Regions from separate parts of the Zea mays genome. Here region 2 is linked to region 1. Evidence: chromatin contacts called from public Hi-C data. All regions are on one chromosome and are shown on one strand. The core of a region is the stretch at or near the end of the contact, and the rest is flanking DNA. Distances in the headings are between cores, read along the strand shown. Region 1 holds the start of LOC100279021. Region 2 holds the start of LOC103647514.

Region 1 (5,035 bases), core at 811-3,310:
TGGAGTTGCAAACACCCAATTTCCTTTCAGCATCAATAGAAAGAGAAGTTACAACATTGTCACATGCTTCATCGTGGGTTTTATGATCATCAGAATTGTCGACAGTATCCAGATGATGCCCAGAGGAAGGCTCTCTGGCAGGATGTTTTTTTATCATTTCAAATGCATCTGTAATATCCATTAGAGGGTCCTTATGATGTGCAGAGACAAGTTCTCCAGCAACAAGTCCTTTTTCCTGTTCAGGAAAGCCATTCATCTCCTTAAGAGGGTCCTTCTGATTCACAGAGATATCTCCTGAAGATTCTTTTCCCTGCTGAGGCAACTCAGAAGGTTCTTTTCCCTGTTGAGGCAACACAGAAGGTTCTTTTCCCTGTTGAGGCAACACAGAAGGTTCTTTCCCCTGTTGAGGCAACATAGAAGGTTCTTTTCCCTGTTGAGGCAACACAGACGGTTCTTTTCCCGGTTGAGGCAACACAGACGGTTCTTTTCCCTGTTGAGGCAACACACAAGGTTCTTTTCCCTGTTGAGGCAAGATAGTGATCTCCTGAGATCCACATGGCACTGCCATCAAGGATGGTCGACCATCTAACAGTTCTGCTGGACTCAGACCTTCATACCTTACATTTGCAGCGCTGTGGCCAAAATTGCCAGATACCTCTCCAGAGGTCTTCTGCTGAGTCTTCTCGTAGTTTCCATCTATGTTGGTACCCAATTCTCCAGATTTACTAACCCTGCGCCTTTTAGCTTTCCTTTGGTGAAAGGACAACTGATGTTGCATATAGGCGCTCTGGTCATGAAACGTCAAATTGCATTTCCGGCACTCCTTTGCATTCACTTCTATTGGAGCTTCATCCTTCTGAAGTTTTTGTTGATGAGAATCACCAGAGGAATTAAACAATGCAACTGAATTAACTGGCACTGCAATTTGCTTTTCCTCAATTGAGATGGTTTGCTGGTGAAGACCTACAGACTGATCAAAAGTACTTTTAAATTAAACTATGAAAACCCAAGCACACAAATAAAATGCATAATCAAAACTTACATTAACATGTAGGTCATGCACTCCTGCATTGTTAATCTGAGAGGCAGTTGGCTTTGCCTCCTGATATCCAAGAAGGGACAAGAGGTAGGAAGATACTTCTTTGCAAGTAGCAAACTGATGTCCTTTGGGGCTGAGTATGATATAAGCAATTCAGCACAGGTGAATAACAGCTGTAGAAAAATAATTTGACAAATGCTATAGGCTACTAATGAAATAAGAAACAAATCAAAAAGTACATATATCCAGGTGTTGTGGAAATTAACCACTGTAAAGGCAGATGTTATAGTGGCATACTGTTCTAGGCTCCTAGCAAAAACTTGGCACAGCTATGCTTTTTCTCTCTCGAATACGCATGAGAGCTGTGTATCATTTATATTAAGGAGAAACAAGGGGTTAAGAAACCCTACAACAACCACTGATTACAACACGCCAAACAGCTATGCTTTTCATCAAACAACTACAAAATTACGTGATTCATATCGTTAAAAGGAAACAAAAAGACATTTTCACAGAAAAAGATATGTTTTTATAACTGCATGCATTTGTGATGGCACTAACATCAGTCTTGAATCTTGATGCGATGGTATTTCACTAATTTTGCTTGTTTGGGTATTAGCCTAATTTTCTCAAACTCAGATGAAGATGATAGTTGTTCAGATATATGCAGCTCGATGTTGTAAGCCTATTGTATATATGTTTAAGCGCTTGAGGGCACGGATCTGAGCAGCATATTTCATATAGAAGTCCTATCCTCCTAATCTCAATTTCATGTTTCAGTTAGGTTACTGACCTATTGGGGAAAGACAACTCAGTGCTAAAGAGTAAGTAGACAATCTTTCTATGACAGAAGCACTGTGAGGCTACTATGGAACTTGTGAAAAAACATGCATATAATCACTTCGTGACAGTTTGAAACAGAATCTGAATCATTATACATACTCTGAAAGACTGAAACCGTACCAACTGAAGCCTATACTACAATAAACAAGTATGCCTGGGTACAGGAACAGACCTCACATAACGGCGGCAATTAATCCATGCGACACGCTCCTTTCGCTTGAGCCCAAGCAGCAGTTTCCACCCACAGGGCAGGTGGTCACCGAACATGCCAGCATTCACAAACTTCCTCCGACGCCTCCGGCTTCCCCATTGCCCTTCCAGCGCGTTCATGAATCCCAGCAGCTCGGACTCTGACCCCAATCCTGCCGTACGCTGACGTAGCTCTTCCCCATACGGATCCACAAGATCGGCGAGTCTCACCAGGTCAACCACCAAACCCTTTGGATTCAGCACTACCCTATCGGGGTCTGCCGCCGCAGCAGACGGCGGCGGCAGAGACGGCGCGGGCGGTGCAGGTGCTGTTATCGCGGGCGCGGCTAGGGTTTGCGGTCGGGGTGGAATCGTAGGCGGAGCAGGGTACGAGGGGTCGTCACGCGCGAAGAGGCGTTGGAGGTAGAACACAATGAGGCGGTTGTCGGGGTCCTCCTCGGTGGGGGCAGCTGGCGTAGATAAGGAGGAGGCCCCGGTGGTGGTGGGCGTTAGTTTGTGGGATATGTTGGTGGCGACGCGGCGACGGGAGAAGGTTTGTTTGCGGGAACCTGCGCTCTCGTTGAAAACGGCGCGGTCGATCTTCGGGGGAGAGAGGAACTCGCTATCGCGGCGCCGGCGCCGGCCCCGGCGGGAGTCGACGGCGTAGGGCGATGCGGCAGCTAGGGCCACGAGATCCGACTGTGTCAGCGCCCGGAGATCCACTACGGCTGCTACCTCAGTCCCCATTGCCCAGCGTCGCCGTCACCGGCGGCTGCTGGGCGACGGAGGATTCGGGGTTTGGCTTAGGAGGGGAGGAAACGCATGAGTGCAGAGTGCTGGATGCGACGAGGACGATGGGGACGGGAGATGTTCAAGACAGGAGTGGGCCAGTGTGGGTTGAGATGTCGAGTGGCGCGGCGGGCCCCGTAATCGAACGGTTACGGTGCCTTCCAATTTGCGTGTTGATTTGATCAAACCCTGGACTGTGAATACTGAACCCAACTAGTCTCACGTGGTCATCACTCACCGCGCCGCCGCCGCCGCCACCGCCAGCAATGGCGCGCCGCCTCTTCTGTGCCACGAGAACGCTCCTCCTTCCTGCCCCAGCTCCCGTGCCGGCGCCCACCTCTGCGTCTTCTGCAGCGGCCGCGGAAGCGTCGGCCTCGCTCCTGCCACTGCTCCCCTGCAAGCGGAGAAAGAAGCTCCTGAGGAAGCTCAACAGCCCACGGGTCGCGCCTATCGAGCCGGAGGCCGCGCGTCGCGTTCCGGCCCTCGACGCCGTGCTCGACCGCGATACGGCCTTCCGCTTCCTCCACCGGGCGCGCTCGTTCCTGGCTTCCCTCCCGCCTCCGCACCGGATCCCCCTTGCCGAGGCTGGAAAGCTGTACCGCGAGCTCGGCTTCCCCCGCGGCCGCAAAGTGTCGCGCTCCGCTACGCGCCACCCGCTGCTGTTCCACCTCCCAGTCGTGGACTCCGTTCCGCACCTCGCGCTCACGCCGTTCATGTGCTCGCTCCTCGAGGAAGAGCGCCGCATCCACGACGACCTCCTCCCTTCGCGGGTGCTCGCAGTCAGGAAGCTCCTCATGCTCACAGCCCACCGTCGCGTGCCGCTCGCGAAGCTCCACCACTGCCGCGCTGTGCTCGGCCTCCCCGACGACTTCCGCGACCGCGTCCAGGACTTCCCCGACGACTTCCGCGTCGTAGTCGATCCCAGGGACGGCCGCCACTTCCTCGAGCTCGCGCGCTGGGACCCTGCGCTCGCCGTCAGTGCGTTGGAGCGCGACTTCGTCGTGGACGAGCGCCGCGTCCGGCGCACGTTCCGCTTCGCGGTCCCACACCGCCGGTTGATGCCGCTTGACGCCGAGGACGCCGACCGCCTCGACATGGCGACCACGTTCCCGTTGGTCTCGCCGTACACCAACGGCGCGCTGCTCAAGCCATGGACGCCCGAGGCGGAAAAGTACCGCGTCGGTGTGGTGCACGAGTTCCTGAACCTGACGCTGGAGAAGCGAGCGATGATCCACCACATCGTCGAGTTCAAGGAGGAGTTCGGGCTCACGCGGCACATGTACGAGTCGTTACAGAAGCAGAACCGCGCTTTCTACCTCGCCGGCACAGAGATGAACTGGGCCTTATTCCTCAGGGACGCGTATGACGAAAATGGCGTGCTCAAGGAGAAGGATCCCCTCGTGCTGTTCAATGAGAAGCTTCAGCACTATGCGTGTATGAGCAAGATAGATTCCAGAGAGACCATGATTGATACTGCAGGCTTGACTGAATAAGGTCAGCTTTCAGTTGGTTCTGCCGCCAGAATTCAATTGTGCTTATTTGCAGCCAGGTATATACAGTTTCCTCTTGAATTATATTTCGTTCTTTGATGCCTATCTTTTTTCAATTGTTATTGAGCATTTGAGTTGAGTAATTTTACACTGTCTGTATCTGTTTACATGATGAACGACGTCACATTTGATAATACACCGTTAGGGTTATTATAGCTTTTCTTATTGATTTTTTACCATAAGGGCAGAACCCCCCCCCCCCCCCCCCCCCTTCATTATGAAATGGAGAATTCAGAGTTCTTACAGAACTCAGAAAGATTAAGATTTTCATGTAAACCTATAGCCAAACATACCAAAGACAAAAAAAACACCCAACAACCTACATATGGAGCACTGGGGAAACATCCCACGTAGCACTAGGCAGTCTATTACAGCTCAATTTTCTGCTATTTGAAGTAACTCCTTTTTCAAAAAGCTATTGATAACAAGCCAATTATGACCAGCAAAAGAACTACTAAATCCACCGTTTCCTCTTGCATCATTAGCCACTAGGTCTTCAATTCTTCATCGAAGGATTCTTCTAGATATTGGCGCCCATCCTTTCGAGCGATCAAAAACCTCCTTTGCCATCCCTTTGATTAGCTGGCTTCCTTCCTCCATCATTCTTCTTTCCTTCCTTTTCTGC
Region 2 (4,919 bases), core at 733-3,232, 190 kb after region 1:
TATGTCGTCAGATATCAGATAAACCCTGACGCGGATGATCCCATCGTGCCTCCGGACAGTCCGCGTGGACGTTAAATATACATTTAACAGAATCTGGCACCTTCGAGGTTTTCTAATTTTCAATGGGCGGACGGTCTGCGCCTGAGGGCGGATGGTCCGCACATGGCGCCTAACGGTCTTCACTTATCTTCCGGACGATCTATAGTAGAGATGTGCATTTTGCACGGTTCCTGTCTGAAGTGATTGAAGTGTCGCTGACGGTCCGCCAGAAAGGCATGGACGGTCCGAAGCTAAGTGGAATTTCCAAAAAGAGTTCATATCCAGAATAATCTACGTTATTTCGGAAAGTCCGCAACAGGGGCTTGGACGGTCCACGATGCACTTTTTTAGGGTTGATCTTTCTTGAAGTATTTATGGGTTCCTAAAATCATAACATTAGTAAACTAGTTAGCTCAATTGGATGTGATGGTCATTAGTTACCAAAATAAGTGTGGAAATGGTTTTTAGTCCTATTTCCCTTTCAAACACTAATGCACTGTCTAAGACATGATGTGAAAGATTTTTATTATGTTTATAGCTTAAATTAAGACATGTTTGTAAACACACCTGTTTTTTAAAAACAAGTTTCTAGAAACTAGTTTTTGAAAAAAGTTGGGTGGGGATGTTTGGAACTCAATCTCTAGTTTTTTATACATAATTACTAGCATATTCTTCTTATATTTTAAAAATCGTGACAATAGATGTAAATTCCATGAAACCAACAATCAAACAAAACCTGGCTTTAGAGAGTAATTTCTTGGTTTTTAAGAAATTGGGAATCCAGTTTCTATAAACTGAAACATAAACTGATATATTCAGAGCCAATCTAATTTCTATAAACCAGTTTCTTAAAAGTCCCTTAGTAACGCATAAGAGAACATTGAAAAAGTTGAATTAAGGAGCCAATAGAACGTTACTAGAAGTTTGGCATCAGTACTAGGGATGGGCATTTGTTTTTTTAAACTTCGATTCTGTTTTTCGGTTTTTTAGACATTAGAAACCGATCGGTTTAAAAAAACAAGAAGTTCGGTTTCGGTTTTTACTTTGTTTTTTTGTAAAACCGAATACCAAACTTATACTCAAGACAATATATACAACAAGTTTACATGATAGATTACACATAATTTTAAAAAGTAAAAATTATATAGGTACAAATATTTAGAGATACAGCATATCATACATCACATACAAATAAGTTAATAATAATTTAATTGTATCACACATTTAGTTCACATAATCGAATAATAAAATTTGAGAATTGATAAAGTTTGGTATTTGGTATTTTTGGTATTTCGGTTCGATCTACGGTAAAAACCGATTACAATATCGAAAACCGAACTTCTTAAATAAAAAAACCGAAATTTTAGTATGGTTTAGTTTTCGGTTTATGGTAAAAAGTACCCACCCCTAATTAATACAAAGTGCCACAGAATCTGGCTTCTGTGAACGTCAAGCCTAACAAACTATACGAGTCTCTCATGAACATCACGCCAAATAGCCGCTAGTTTATTAAGAGAAACAATATAATACTACATGTAAAAATATTTTTAGAAAGAACTGTAGAAAAATGTACTCGACCCTTTTTATGTTTTTTTTGTATGAGAGTCTCTGCAACGAGAATTTGACCACATGATCTACAGATTCTATATAATTCTATAATGCTAACATAATACTACAAAGTTTTACCTCCATCTATTTTAAATTGTAAATTATCTTTTTAGGCGATACTGTAAAAGCTAGAACAATTTACGAAGGAAATATATACGCTCTACGAGAGTTTTAACATTTTTATATACGATTATGTACCTTCTCATTGTTATTATAATTCTGGATGACGGTAAATTTAAATCTGGCTTCAATTTTAAGTTTTAGATGTGAGTGTATCCTGTGCTCAGCATGTGCGCCTAAAATAAAAGACGTCTACCCTCTACCGGCAGCGGCAGGCACCATTCGCACTCTCCTATCAATTCACCAGCAAAAATTTCCCAGCGCCGGCCTCGCGGCAGACCGGCCTCCGTATCACTGCGCAACCGATGGCTTCCTCCCCGTGGCTGCGCACCGCCGGTGCCGCCCCTGTCCCGCCGCCAGAAGCAGCAGCAGCTGCTGCTACCGCCGCCGCCACCCCCGCCCCGACGTCGGAGCAACACCGGGTTAAGGTTCCCCCACAATCCCATTTTCTATTCTGTCCCTCGTTCGTTGGCTCGTTTTATTTGGCTCTCCAGGTCCAAGCTGAGCTCCTGACTGGTGCGTGCAGGAGGAAGGAAACGCTGCCGCCGCGACTGTACCGAAGCAGGAGGAGGCCAAGCTCCACTTGCCGCGGGACAACGACTCGTAATTGCGATCCCCCTTGCGATGCGTCGCGTCTCTGTTACCGCAATGCATGCTCTGTCCTTGCGTGATTCTCGATAGGAACGCTGCTTCACTTACGGTTATATTGTTTTATGCGTGCGCCCGTAGGACTACATGGGATCCGCGAAAACACTGTTGTATACTTGTATAGTCGAGTCGACAGAGGTAGATGCCTGGTACTAGTGCTGTAGTGCATGGATGAGATGGGGCTGTTACCCTAATACTGATAGCCCCGTAAGGCATAGTATATTAATGTTATATATATAATCATATACGGATATACCAATAACAGGAGTACCTCATCAGTCACCACTTTTGTTGTTTTACCATGTGCACAAGGAGTGGTGGAGGTGGAGCCAGAACCAAAGCCCTGTAGCGCAACAGCACCAATATTCTAGACTTCAATATATTTGTTTGTTAGCAAATTTCAGCAAAAGAAATACTACTTTGCAAAAAACTTGTGGGTCGATGTGGTTCCACTGTGGAGCACATGCGAGTGCCTCTTCATCTATGACGGTGTTAGGCATGTGAAGGGAATATGATTAGGCTATATGCTGTTGATAATCATGTAAAAATAGTGGCAAAAAGGAATCAAGTTAGTATATATTTGTTCAGAAAGTGTGTCAAGGTATGAAGGCTACCATTTGCACATTATGTCTCTCCTAATTTTCTGGTTCCAGCATATTAATTTTCTGGAAGAGGAAAAAAGATGACATCTGTTTGCTAGTTAGTGAAATAAACACAGGTTTCGTCCCTATACATTGATTCTTTGCATCTGTAATGTCATATCTTCGTCTCTCTATCAACAATGTATGATGTATCCAAATCCCATGATTGACAAGCTGATCTGGACAATTTTGACTTTGTAGTAAGTTACACACTGAATTGTTTGACTAGTTACCTTTTGGTTCAGAATATCAAACCTTAGATTGTTTTTCTTTACACATTAAATACACTTTATTTTGAAGAACCTATGTAGTCCTTTTTTAACATAATGGCAGGAGCTCTACCTCTCAATTAAGAAGAAGAACCTATTTAGTCCTTGAATTACATAACTTTGATTTGCAATTGGAGGGAGCAGGAATAGAACATCTTAATCCTGTTAAGCCTCTGATTGGCATAGCAGATGTATTCCTTTGCTTTGGACCAAGATTCTGCATGTCATCACTTTGAGAAGCCATCAAGGTTGATAGTAAATTTTGTGCGTTGTGTTTTACATGTGTAGAGAAGCAGTAACCCAAGAGCATGGACAAAAAATCAATAGATATCAAGCAATCCTTGCAGCCCGTCTGAAGGCTAAGTTTTTCTCTAAGAAGGCTTTTGACAGAGGTACTCATGCACTCTTCAACCTTTTTTACTTTCTAGAGTCACCTATTATGCTATTTTTCTCTTTGTCCAGACAGCGAGATCACTTTTTCGGGCTGTAGCAGCTCTGCCGTTGAGTGAAAAAAGTGTTATACTTATCTCTAATATCAGCGAAAGTTAGGGTGGCACTGTTCATATTGTTTTTGATAGGAATCCATGACTAAAGTTCTCTTACATATCAGTCACAATATATTAGTCTAGGACATAACTTTGTTACAAAATAAGTACTCCTTAAACTTAATAATCATCAGTTCTGATTTAATAACTGTAATTATGGAAGCCTAGGGTCTGTTTGAGCTTACCTGAATTAGAATGTCAGTCAATTTAAGATCATCACAACTCTTTTCAGATGCTAAACTAGAAAATGGGCTTTCCCCCTCTCAGTATCAACTCAAGCTAGCCATTGATCTGTTATTTGGCTGCCTGATAATAAAGAACTAATAACTTGCTAATGCATCTCCACTGTTAGTCAGACAATTATTAACAGCTTAAGTGCATGTTATATCTTATGTGTATGCTTAGATCCTTAGATTGCCGCTTCATATAGAAATGTTGCATCAAACAGGACCATGCAAATTATTTGTTAGTAAAAAAAACATTGAGTAGACATGATATATGACTATATTTTCTGTATTAACCTTTTGTGTTTATAAGTCATTTGATCAACATCTCCAAGCACTACAAATCTATGTTTATGGCCTTATGGCGGCTACTAGTAGAAATGGGAACCAAGTAGTGGCAGCCTCTGTGACGTATTGTTAAATTTTTCTGTTGTGGCTTGTCACCAAGTAGTGGTAGGGTTCAGGGGTTTTCTTTTCTCAATTTCAATTTGCTTTTCTGTCTTCCACTAAGTGGACTCCTAGAGAAATGGGATTTTCTGAGAAAGGGAAATGACGGTGAAAATGATTTTACTGGATGGATGTCACTAGGACGATTCTGCTAAATTTGCAGATGGTCCTTTTACATGTCAACGCTGGTCCAAATAGTCTAGTAGCATCTGTAAATATCTGAAAACTGTGTATATTTCAACTGTGACGTATTGTTAATTTTTTTCTGTTGTGGCTTGTCACCAAGTAGTGGCAGGGTTCAGGGGTTTTCTTAGCCGGTTTGGCTGGGGTTTCTTCTCAGTGCAAAGTCATGGGGGCAGTCCGGTTGAGTTTTTTTAA

The links. A called contact is a pair of places that touch in the nucleus more often than the background predicts.
Region 2: a Hi-C map of leaf shows a contact between it and region 1, with 5 times the contacts expected there. The contact joins the promoter of LOC103647514 here to the promoter of LOC100279021 in region 1. A contact is called at or near these places in 13 of 25 Hi-C or Micro-C datasets (bundle sheath, ear and leaf).

What each region holds. Positions count from the first base shown.
Region 1 is chr2:193,350,590-193,355,624 of Zm-B73-REFERENCE-NAM-5.0, forward strand. LOC100279021 reads left to right here and starts at 2,061. Exons shown (of 3, transcript XM_035965424.1): 1 at 2,061-4,409. The coding sequence starts at 3,127. The coding sequence ends at 4,353. mbd117 (methyl binding domain 117) reads right to left here and starts at 2,818. Exons shown (of 4, transcript NM_001130128.1): 1 at 2,055-2,818; 2 at 1,043-1,172; 3 at 1-970. The coding sequence starts at 2,818.
Region 2 is chr2:193,542,937-193,547,855 of Zm-B73-REFERENCE-NAM-5.0, forward strand. LOC103647514 reads left to right here and starts at 1,983. Exons shown (of 7, transcript XM_020548516.2): 1 at 1,983-2,195; 2 at 2,294-2,370; 3 at 3,614-3,717. The coding sequence starts at 2,073.